Regions from separate parts of the Pan troglodytes genome. Here region 1 is linked to region 2. A link is a contact called in public HiChIP or PLAC-seq data. All regions are on one chromosome and are shown on one strand. The core of a region is the stretch at or near the end of the contact, and the rest is flanking DNA. Distances in the headings are between cores, read along the strand shown.

Region 1 (4,805 bases), core at 162-2,661, 70 kb before region 2:
AAGAAGCATGGCACCAGCATCTTCTGGTGAGGACCTCAGGAAGCTTCCATTCATGGCAGAGGGAGAGGCCAGCAGGAATCATTTGGCAAGAGAGAAAGCAGGGGTCAGGGGAGGAGAAGGTGACAGGCTTTTTTTTAACAATCAATTCTCTCGGGAACTAATAGAACTCACTCACTACTGCCAAGAACTCACTCCTGCCAGGACAGCACCTAGCCTTTCATGAGGGATCAGCCTCCATGACCCAAATACTCCCACCAGGCCCCACTTTCAACATTGGGGGTCACATTTCAACATGAGGTTTGGAAGGGTCAAACCATATCCAAACTATATCATCCCGTCTTAAACATCTCTGGAACTCATTCAATTCTCCATCTCTACCTTCAAATTCATGCGATTCTCTGTTGCCTGAACTACTGCCATGGTTTCTCAACTGCCCCGTGACCCTTGTGCCCCTACAATCTGTTTTCCACACAAAGTGATGTTTTCAAAATACAAATCTGATCATGGCTCTCCTCTGCCTAAAGTCCAGGCAGAGATCTAGGGAATATCTCAGCCCAAGTCGATCATGGCGGACTCCTTCCACTTGCCGTTGACTGGGTTTCGTTGTGGCCAGAGACTTACTTCTGGCCATTGAAACCTGCAGGCATTTCTTCTGCAGAGCTTCTGGGAAAGGTATTCATGTATTTCAAAAGGGACCACTGGAAGAAAGGGATACTTTTAATTCTGTGAGATCCTGGGCGTGCCGCGGCCATCTTGCTACCAGCCTGAAAGTGCAATTCCAGGGACTACAAGGAAAGCAGAGCCTGAAGACCAGGGCACCACCTCTGGAGACAATCCTCCCATGGGAGAGAAATCCCCTTGCTAAGTAAGCCGGTTTGAGTTGGCTTTCCTGCCATGTGCAGTCTGATGCTGGTGTGCGTCTGAGTCATCCGGTGCCAAGTACGCAGTTGATGACATGCATTGGAAGCTCAGTGGATAGATGTGAGCTGGAGAAATACCTATGTGGGTCCTCGGTGAAAACTGAAGGTTGGGGAAAGGAGGAAAGCAGAAAAAAAGCTTTGCAGAGGATAATGAGCTTCAAAGAAGATTGGGAGGAAATGGGCCACAGAGGTGCCAAAGGAGACCACCTGTGGCCTGAAAAAAGGATTTCCTGCTTGCCTGCCTTTCTGTATTAAGACTCGTATTAAAAGGCATGATAACATTCCTAAATGTGTCCTAAGGGGACAAAAGGAAGTGGCTCAGAAGTGTTTTCAGCTGGGGGAGGAAGCTGGGTTTCAGAACGAACCCTTGGGATTAACATCAAGAGAATTTGGCTTCCTGCCCTTTAATAAGTCACTTACCAGAATCTCAGAGGCAACCAAAAATGGACCAAACAACCCGGCCAGAGAATGTGGCTTCTGAGTGTAAGACACTGAGGCGGTGTCACAGACAGGTCAGTGCCTCTGGTGTCTAGAAAAGGGGCAGGGGCTTGCGGGGAGAGGGCTGTCGCGCAAGTGTGGAAGTGGAGTGCCGAGATTGGAGGGACTAACCACGGGGAGGCACCGTTGGTAAGAACAGGCCTGGAAAGCCGCTGGCAGCAGTCACAGAATTAGGCCAGAGAGAGACCTCCATGGGAAAGCAGACGGGAGGTCCAAATGAGAGCGTGTGAATTTAAAAAAAAAAAAAAAAAAAAAAAGACCAGGAACTATGTTGCTATGGGAGAGGTTCTCCAACTTCAGTGTGCGCCAGAATCAGCAGCGAACTGTGACAGATGTGGATTCCTGGTCCTCAGCCTCCCCCCTCCCCCCAGCCCCCGGCCCCCACTCGGATGCTGCAGGTCGGGGCCGACACACACAGATTTACAAAGCTCCTCTGGCTGCTCTAGTGCCCAGGGCCGACTTGGAGCTGAGCTCCCTTCAGCTCCAGCCTTCAGCTCCTGCACTGATGGACAGAACGGGCGTTTCTTGATGCCACGCCAAGTGTCCTTCTGACCCCTGGTACCCTGTGGGCGCGACGTGGCGGCCTCGGGCCTCGCAGCGCCGCCCAACGCAGTAGGACCCTGCGATGGGAGCCACGGGGCAGTCGCGCGGCCCGGCCCTCCCCAAAAGCTTGGCTCGCAGACGCTAGCATATGCCCCAGCCCCTGCGCATGGCGGTTGCGCTGTGGCCTGTGCGAATAAACCTCCGGGAAGGTCTCCGTGGTGACTGGCAGACGCCCTGGCCAATTGTGACCCGGTGCTTGTTTGTCTCTGCCCCATCCCTCCCCGGGGGGCCGATACTTCCATGACTGACAGGCCGTCCCAGGCGCTGTTACGTAAGGGGAGGGTCAAGTGCAGTCCCACCCAAACCGGGGTGATTTGATTTGCAGGACCGAGTGTGGTCTTCCCAACGCCCCCGGAAGAACGTCTTTGACGGGCAGGTGTGAGAGCCAGTTGGCGCCGGGAGGCAAGGCGGAAGCCTCGGGCCCCAGGATCGTGCAGCAGGGGGCGGAGCCCGCTGCCGAGGGCAGGGCAGGGCAGGGTGGGGCGGGGCGGGGATCAAGCAGGGGCAGGGCTGGCGCTGCGGCCGGAGATGCTGTCGGGCCGTGGCGGCGCTTGGCAGCCAGGAGCTCTGCATTGAAGGTACTGGGGTGAGGCTTACTGCCCGGCAGGCTGGTGGGTACGCGAGGGCTGAGGTGTCTGTAAATCTGGTCGCCAGCCTCCACGGGCCCGGCATTTGTCCATCTTTCTAGGCGCTCGCGACTCGGCGACGGCGGCCGCAGTGGGACACGGAGGCGGGGCCGGGCACCTGTGCGCGTTTGCAGGCACCTGCTGCGCTGGCCGCCTCGCAGCCCGGGACCGCTGCTGGGGACTGCGGCTCGAGCTGGGCCGGCCCGGCCCGAGGGAGAGAGGGGGGCCCAGCTGGCTCGCCCCGGCCCGTGCCCGCCCTCCCCGGCCGGGTCCCGACCCCGAGCTCTGGTTAAGGGGGCGTCGCCGGGCCCCAGAGCCCCCCCACTGGAGGGGCCCGCGGCTCCCGGGCCAGCATCGAGCTAGCTGCGAGGCCAGGCCAGGGCCCCCGCCTTGCATCACCTCGAGACAGGTTTGTCCAGATTCCCTGAGTGCTCAGAGACGGGTTTCCGCCCGCGGTGAGGGTGCCGGTCCGAGGCCGCCGCGGGTCCCGGCTGTCCCCAGCGAGCCTGGCCCGGGCCGTTTTCATCTTTTTTTTCTGGCCCCTGCTCTGTCTCCTCTTAACGTGTAATTTCTTAAGTCCGATTCGGGGTGATGTGAGTGTGCTGTGGCATGTAGAGTAACAGCAGCACTCATGTTTTAGCCTAGTTTTAGCTCTGCCACGCACTGTCATTCGCGCAGGCTGAAGACCCAGACTTCTCAGCTGGGTGATGTAAAGGAATGCAGCCGTGGCCAAACAGGCAGAAATTCTAAAATTGTTTCCAAGTGACAAGGATGTAACATGTCTTGCTTCCATCTATGTCATTCCTCTCAGAACATGTATGCTGTGCTTGTCCTAGACTAGACCCTGAAAAGTGTGCTATAGTTTCTCGTGATTATGTTGCTGCTGGAAACATTGGATTAAAAGATCCATAGCAAAGTTAGGCAGCAGAAGACAATACCTCCTGCTTAATGACAGGCAGAACTGGGGACAAAATTTACTGGATTCTTAAAGAGAATCCTAACGCGTTAGACCTTTAAGAGACTTTACAGGTTTGCACCAACCCATTAAATGTATGTGGTGGAGCACACCACTGTGTCCCAAGGGATCCGGTCCCGTGTTAGGTGTGTCCTAGAGGACACTGGGGTGCTGCACATTACTGCTAGATCTGAAAATCAGTGTCTTCATTTGAGCCAAAGGGGAACATGCCCCCGCACATTTTTGATATCTCAAGTATATTCAGTGTGTCATACTCACTTTTAAAGGCAGATTTGCGGAGAACTGTTGTTACTTATTGCATGTTATCCATGCTAGTAGAAGAGCCAGGATCTTCATTCCTCTGATTTAATTACTGGGTGGCATTTTCTCTTGGAAAACAAAACAGCAGTAATAGGCACTGGCAAGGTATGGATGACCTGGGTTGGGTACGTCCCTGGATGTCACAAGCTCGTCAGAGAAGACAAATTATTGCTGATTGGGGACATTTAGTACATGGTTTGCTCATGATCTGTTTAAGAAATTAGGAAAACGTTGCTTAGTTTTGACCCTTTTCACCTTCAGCCATTTGATTGGTGCAAGTAGGAATTCAGAGAAGGAGCTCTGCTTTAAAGGTAACAGAGCCTGGGGGTAAACTTCCCAGGGCAGGGAAGTTGCTGTTCTTACAGCTGGGCTTGGCTGCTTTTCCTTTGCTTCTTTGTATTTTTAGTAAATGACCCACTGACTTTATGACCTTTGAGACATGCTTTCTTATCCACGACTTGAAGCTTCGGCTGGAAGATCTGTACTTGTGAAATGTCTCTCTTGCGTGCCTCTGTTGCATTTGTCTGGATTGCTTGGCAGTTCCTTAAGTACATGATCCTGCAGTTTCTATATGTTTCGAAGTTGTAGAAGGCAGTTTATTGGGGGATGGTACTGACAGGACTCAGGTAACTACTTTTGTCGTCTTAGTGACATACTTGTGCTGTGCCTTCCTGTTTTCTCTTATTTCTTTGGCTAATACTTTGCTGGAGGAATCATTTTGTACTCAAGTGAGTTGAGGCAGCGCTTAAATCAGCCTCCTTGTATCTATTGTTTGTTCCCATAACCCTGGGAACAGTGATACAACTTATGTGTATGTGGGTACAGTGCATTCTGAGTCTGGCTTTCCTGTTAGTTAAATGCCGAGATGTGCTAGTAACAACT
Region 2 (5,408 bases), core at 88-2,587:
ACATCATATTTAAATAATACCTGGGTTAGGCTTTGCATCCTGGACCTATTTGCCCTACTCTTTCTACAAATTAATTATAAAACGACTTGAGAAATCAAATGGCCTCAGGTTTAAATGCCACACACACAGCTGATAAACAATCCGTACTTCCGTGTCACTTCCCATTGGTCCATGAAGGGGAGGTGCATACAAAGCTGACACTCACTGGCTAGAATGGCCATTTTTCTCATCTGCAAGCCCTGTCCGAAGGCTGCGACCTAACACACCCGGATCGCAACAACAACAGGAGTCCTGTGCAATGCCCGGGGTGACCAAAAAGCCCTCGAGGTAGCCACAGTCCTGATCCTAGTGACAAATGGGGGCATGTGTCTATATCCGGGTCGGCGGAGGGCTCATTTCATCTGGCCTGGGGGGAAATGAGTATTAATTTGTTTACACAGACGTAAACACAGCCCAAAACGCATCAGCGCGTTGACTCAAACGCCCGCAACGCCTGGGCAAAGGCAATTTGGTTAACAGGGAAGCGAACAGACGGAGACGCCTGGAGACCCAGGTGCCACAACCCGGTTAATCGCGGTGCAAATAAGGGCAAGTCCCCTCCCCTTTTCCGTGTGGTCTTGACAACGACACTAGTTCATTCTACTAACAAGGCGGGCGGGGGGTCAGATGGGCCACACACACCCATTTTCCTCAACGGGACCCCAGCGCGATCTCAGCCTCGCTGTGCTACTTTAGGGCAAGACGCGTTCCCCATTCGGAAGCCGCAGGGAAGCGCGGCGAGAGCGGGTTAGCCCTCGGAGCGGCTAAGAGCCTCGGAAGAGCGCAGAGGGAGTCCCCACCCCTCTCGGAGCTGGGAGCCCGCAACCCGCCCGAGGGTCTCTCGAGGCGCGCGACGCGGCTCGGAAGGCACCGGTTCACGCTAACTAGGCCGGAAGCGCCCCTCCGCCCGCGAGCGCACCTCCAGCGTGTAGCTTTCGCTCATGCTGCGGTAGCTGTCCCAGGCCTCGGCCCTCGCCGCCTCGTCCATGTTGAGGCGGCTGCACAGCTCGTCGAACCGCTGCTGGATCTGAGGGGTGGGCGACTCGGCAGGCGGCGCGGCGTCTTCCGCCTCGCCGTCGTCCTCCTCCTCCTCATCCGAGGCTGCCGCCGCCGGAGGGGGAGGCGGGGGCGGTGGCGACTGGTCACCTCCCGACGGCATAGCGCACCCCTGGGCAGCCGGACCTCAGGTGAGGTGAGGGCCCGGGCCCGCAGCCATTCAAACGGCGAAGCGCCCGCCCGTCCGCCGCCCGCACCGCGCCTGCGCCGCCGCAAATGACGCTGACCTCCTGCAGGCACCCGTAGTCTTGAGCACGGCCTGCTGGGAAACGTAGTCCAGGCCGGCGGTTCAAGGGGGCCAAAAATCATGTTTAAAAAAATTAGCTCCCCTAGTTTCACCAGGGGTGAAATAAAAGCACCTTCCCCGCATTTTAAGCACGTACCTCCCCATCGTGAGAACATTCAACAGGGCTGTACTGACGAGAAAATGTCCAAAAGACACTGACGTGTGAAGGTTTCGTATCCAGGCTGTTCCCAGAAGTAAAACTTCCTCATCGCCTGGATATCCTTATCTAAAAAATAAGGATAATAGCAAGGGCCTGTCTGTGTACGTTCACGAAACTGCCTTTGCAAAAATCCTAACAGTGAGAAAGTTATGACAGTGCAAGGGATCTGACCTAAATGACTCCACGCTTCTCACTTCCGAGGTGCCCTTGTTCATTCCTGGGCGAAGACCGAACTAACTACAGGAGGAATTTAATTTCTAGTTTCACTTTGAAACAAAGATTGTAACAGCCCTTTCCAAAAACAAACCCCATTCTTGCCTGGGGATCAGTCTGCCTTTGTAGAACTAACAAATTAGCCACAAGATTAGAAATTATGATTTAGGAGTCTTGCAGCCAGAGGCTACAAGATTCCTGACCTCCCCAATTGCTCTCAGGGATAACATCACTATTGTAAAACCTAAGATTGGTGCTGGAGATACTTTTCAGACCGCGCATTCCGATGCACGAGCTGGCGCCACTCAGACCATAATCTGGCTCAACAAGTTCTGCAATCCCACTCAGTAACAGAAGACAGCAAGAGCCCACTTCAACCCCCTATGATTTCACCTCCCACCTGACAAATTAGCATTCGCCAATCCCTGGCCCCCTACCCGCCAAGTCATTCTTTAAAAACCCCAGTCTCCGAATTTTCTGGTAGGCTGATTTGAATAACCAAACTCCTGTCTGCCGTTCAGCTGCCTCTGCGTGAATTAAACTTTTTTTTTTTTTTTTTTTTTTGAGACAGAGTCTGGCTCTGTTGCCCAGGCTGGAGCGTAGTGGCACGATCTCGGCTCACTGCAACCTCCGCCTCCTGGGTTCAAGCGATTCTCCTGCCTCAGCCTCCTGAGTATCTGGGATTACAGGTGTGCGCCACCGCACCCAGCTAATTTTTGTATTTTCAGTACAGGCAGGGTTTCACCATGTTGGCCAGGCTGGTCTCGAACTCCTGACCTCAAGTGATCCACCCACCTCGGCCTCCCAAAGTTCTGGGATTACAGGCGTGAGCCACCGTGCCCGGCCAATTCATTTTATTTCCAATTCTCCTTTCTTTATTTTAATTTTTAAAATTGCCAATCCTTGATTTATAAATGGGCTTGATATAAAACATTTTCCAGATTGAGAAACAATCTGAGGATTGAGCAATTTGAGGATTCAGAAGGCATTACTGTTTTGCTATTTTTGTTTTGCTTGGTGGGGTATGTAATCTGACAGAGGGAAAAGTGCTGGGACAAAAGTAGGGGCTTATGGAAGGTATAATGACAGGCGGGAGGACAGGAAATGGAACTCTGAAGATAGGAGAAAATCAGGTAGACAGGTAACAGGATATTTCAGGAACAATTTTGAGACAATGAAACCCTCTTAAGAAAACCTTAGTAAAATTCACAGTAATCAGCAATGCTTTTGGAGTTGGCTAAGTGATGAGTCTCAAGGTGACTATGGGGCAAGAACAGAAGTTGAACACAAATGGTTTAGAAGTATCTTAAGTATATAGGCTGGGCGTTGTGGATCACACCTGTAAACCCAGCACTTTGGGAGGCCAAGGTGGGAGGACTGCTTGAGTACAGGAGTTCGAGACCAGCCTGGGCGACATGGTGAAACCCTGTCTCTACAAAAAATAGAAAAATTAACCCAGAGTGGTGGTACACGCCTGTAGTCCTAGCTACTTGGGAGACTGAGGTGGGAGGAACGCCTAAGCCTGGGGAGTCTGCAGTGAACTGTGACCATGCCACTACAGCTTGGGCAACAGAGTGAGACCCTGTCTCAAAAAAATAATAATAATAATAAATAATTTGGTAAGGCGCGGTGGCTCATGCCTGTAATCCCTACACTTTGGGAGGCCAAGGCGGGCAGATCACTTAAGGTTAGGAGTTTAAGACCAGCCTGGCAAACATTGTGAAACCCCATTTCTACTAAAAATACAAAAAAATTAGCCAGGAGTGGTGGCTGGTGCCAGTAATCTCAGCTACTCAGGAGGCTGAGGCAGGAGAATTGCTGGAACCCAGGAGGCAAAGGCTGCAGTTAGCTGGGATCATGCCACTGCACTCCAGCCTGGGCGACAGAGCAACTCCATCTCAATAAATAAATAAATTAATAAATAATAAGTGTATTAAAATCTTAGTATTTTACCTGTATATACACTGGGAATATTGATTTTAAAATAATGATATTTCTTCCTTTGGAAATCATTATCAACACTTTACTATGTCAAAGCAAATAAAGAGGCCATGAGCCTGATATCATCTGTCTCTGTAGCTGGAGCTTATATGTAAGCAAACCAGAATTCAGTGTAAACAGTAAGACAACAGTAAAACAAAACATAAGCTTAACCAATCAGAAACCTCCAACTAGCCTCTAATTAGGGATTTTCCTTTTTTTTTTTTTTTTTTTTTTTTGGTGGCAGAGTCTTGCCTTGTCACGCAGGCTGGAGTGCAATGATGCAATCTCGGCTTACTGCAACCTCTGCCTCCCAGGTTCAAGCGATTCTCCTGCCTCAGCCTCCAGAGTGGCTGGGATTACAGGAGCCAACCACCACACCAGCTAATTTTTGTATTTTTAGTAGAGACGGGGTTTAAGCACATTGGCCAGGCTGGTCTTGAACTCCTGACCTCAAATGATCCAACCACCTCGGCCTTCCAAAGTGCTGGGATTACAGGCATGAGCCACCGGGCCCAGCCCTCACACCCAAATAAGGCAAACACCTAGCTGTAGCCAATCAAGTAACTGTTTTACTTTTCTATTAAAGCTTACTGCTCACCTGCAGGGTGAAGCGCTCTGAATATCTTCTTGTTTTAAGTGCTGCCCAATTCATGAATTGTTGTTTGCTTAAACTGTTAACTTGTCCAAAGTTTTTCTTTTAGCAACTAAGAGAAAAACTTAAATTGTTTTAACAATTAAAGTTTAACTTCAAACTGTTTAACTTAAACAAACGATGTGAAATTATCTTTACTATTTTTAGTAAAAGTTAATGTAATTTAAATAATTATTGCAATGTAAGCAAAATTGGTGGCAATAAACTATCAAATATGTATTTTATTAAAATATCCTTTGCTTGTTAATACCCATGTTTTCAAAGCCTTTTGGGATGGGGGTGGGGTGGGATGGAGGTGTGAGTGTTACCTGAAAGGGGTCCCGATCCAGACCCCAAGAGAGGGTTCTTGGATCTCATGTAAGAAAGAATTCAGGGCGAGTCCACAGTGCAAAGCAAAAGAAAGTTTATTAAGAAAGTAAAGTGATGAGAGAACAGTTACTCCATAGAGAGTAGGACGTTCCCGAAAGTAGGAGGAGGAATGCATCCACCCTAGGTACAATACTTGTTTATAACTAGGATTTAAAAAGATCATGAGGAGATGTGCTCTGCTACAAGGGTTTGTGATAAAGGATTAATCTTCCTAATTACTATATTTTGCAAGAATTGATATTATCTTTAAAGCAAAATTAGGAATGCTTCTGTTCTCAAGATATCGGGATATCAGGACACTCCTAAGTCTGGGTCTGTTTAGTAAATGTTATCAATGTGTTCCCTTAACTATAAACATCTAGAGGCTAGGAATACCTAACTTCCTAGGAATGCAGCCCAGCCAGTCCCAGCCCCATTTTTCCTAGCCATCACTCAAGATGGAGTCACTCTGGTTTGGATGCCTCTGATATGGAGAAGTTAAATTTCCTTGAGGTTATTATTTGACTTATGAAGCTTAGTCATAAAATGCAAGAGGTCTTTCACCTGACTGGCACATGTGCTCTCTCTGTCTCTCATTCTCTCAATCATTCTTCATTCACTCTTTGTACCCAGCCAACATACTGTGGGAAAGACCAGGTCACCTATTGTCA

The links. HiChIP or PLAC-seq counts read pairs in DNA pulled down with a chosen protein or histone mark.
Region 1: a contact with region 2 is called in an H3K4me3 HiChIP or PLAC-seq map of stem cell-derived excitatory neurons, with 2.2 times the contacts expected there. The contact joins the promoter of AKTIP here to the promoter of RBL2 in region 2. A contact is called at or near these places in 1 of 7 Hi-C or Micro-C datasets (stem cell-derived neural progenitor cells) and 1 of 1 datasets of contacts at active chromatin or transcription factors (stem cell-derived excitatory neurons).

What each region holds. Positions count from the first base shown.
Region 1 is chr18:51,458,028-51,462,832 of NHGRI_mPanTro3-v2.0_pri, reverse strand. It overlaps AKTIP (AKT interacting protein), which reads left to right and starts at 1,411. Exons shown (of 10, transcript XM_009430800.5): 1 at 1,411-1,432.
Region 2 is chr18:51,387,371-51,392,778 of NHGRI_mPanTro3-v2.0_pri, reverse strand. RBL2 (RB transcriptional corepressor like 2) reads right to left here and starts at 1,337. Exons shown (of 23, transcript XM_016929834.4): 1 at 959-1,337. The coding sequence starts at 1,198.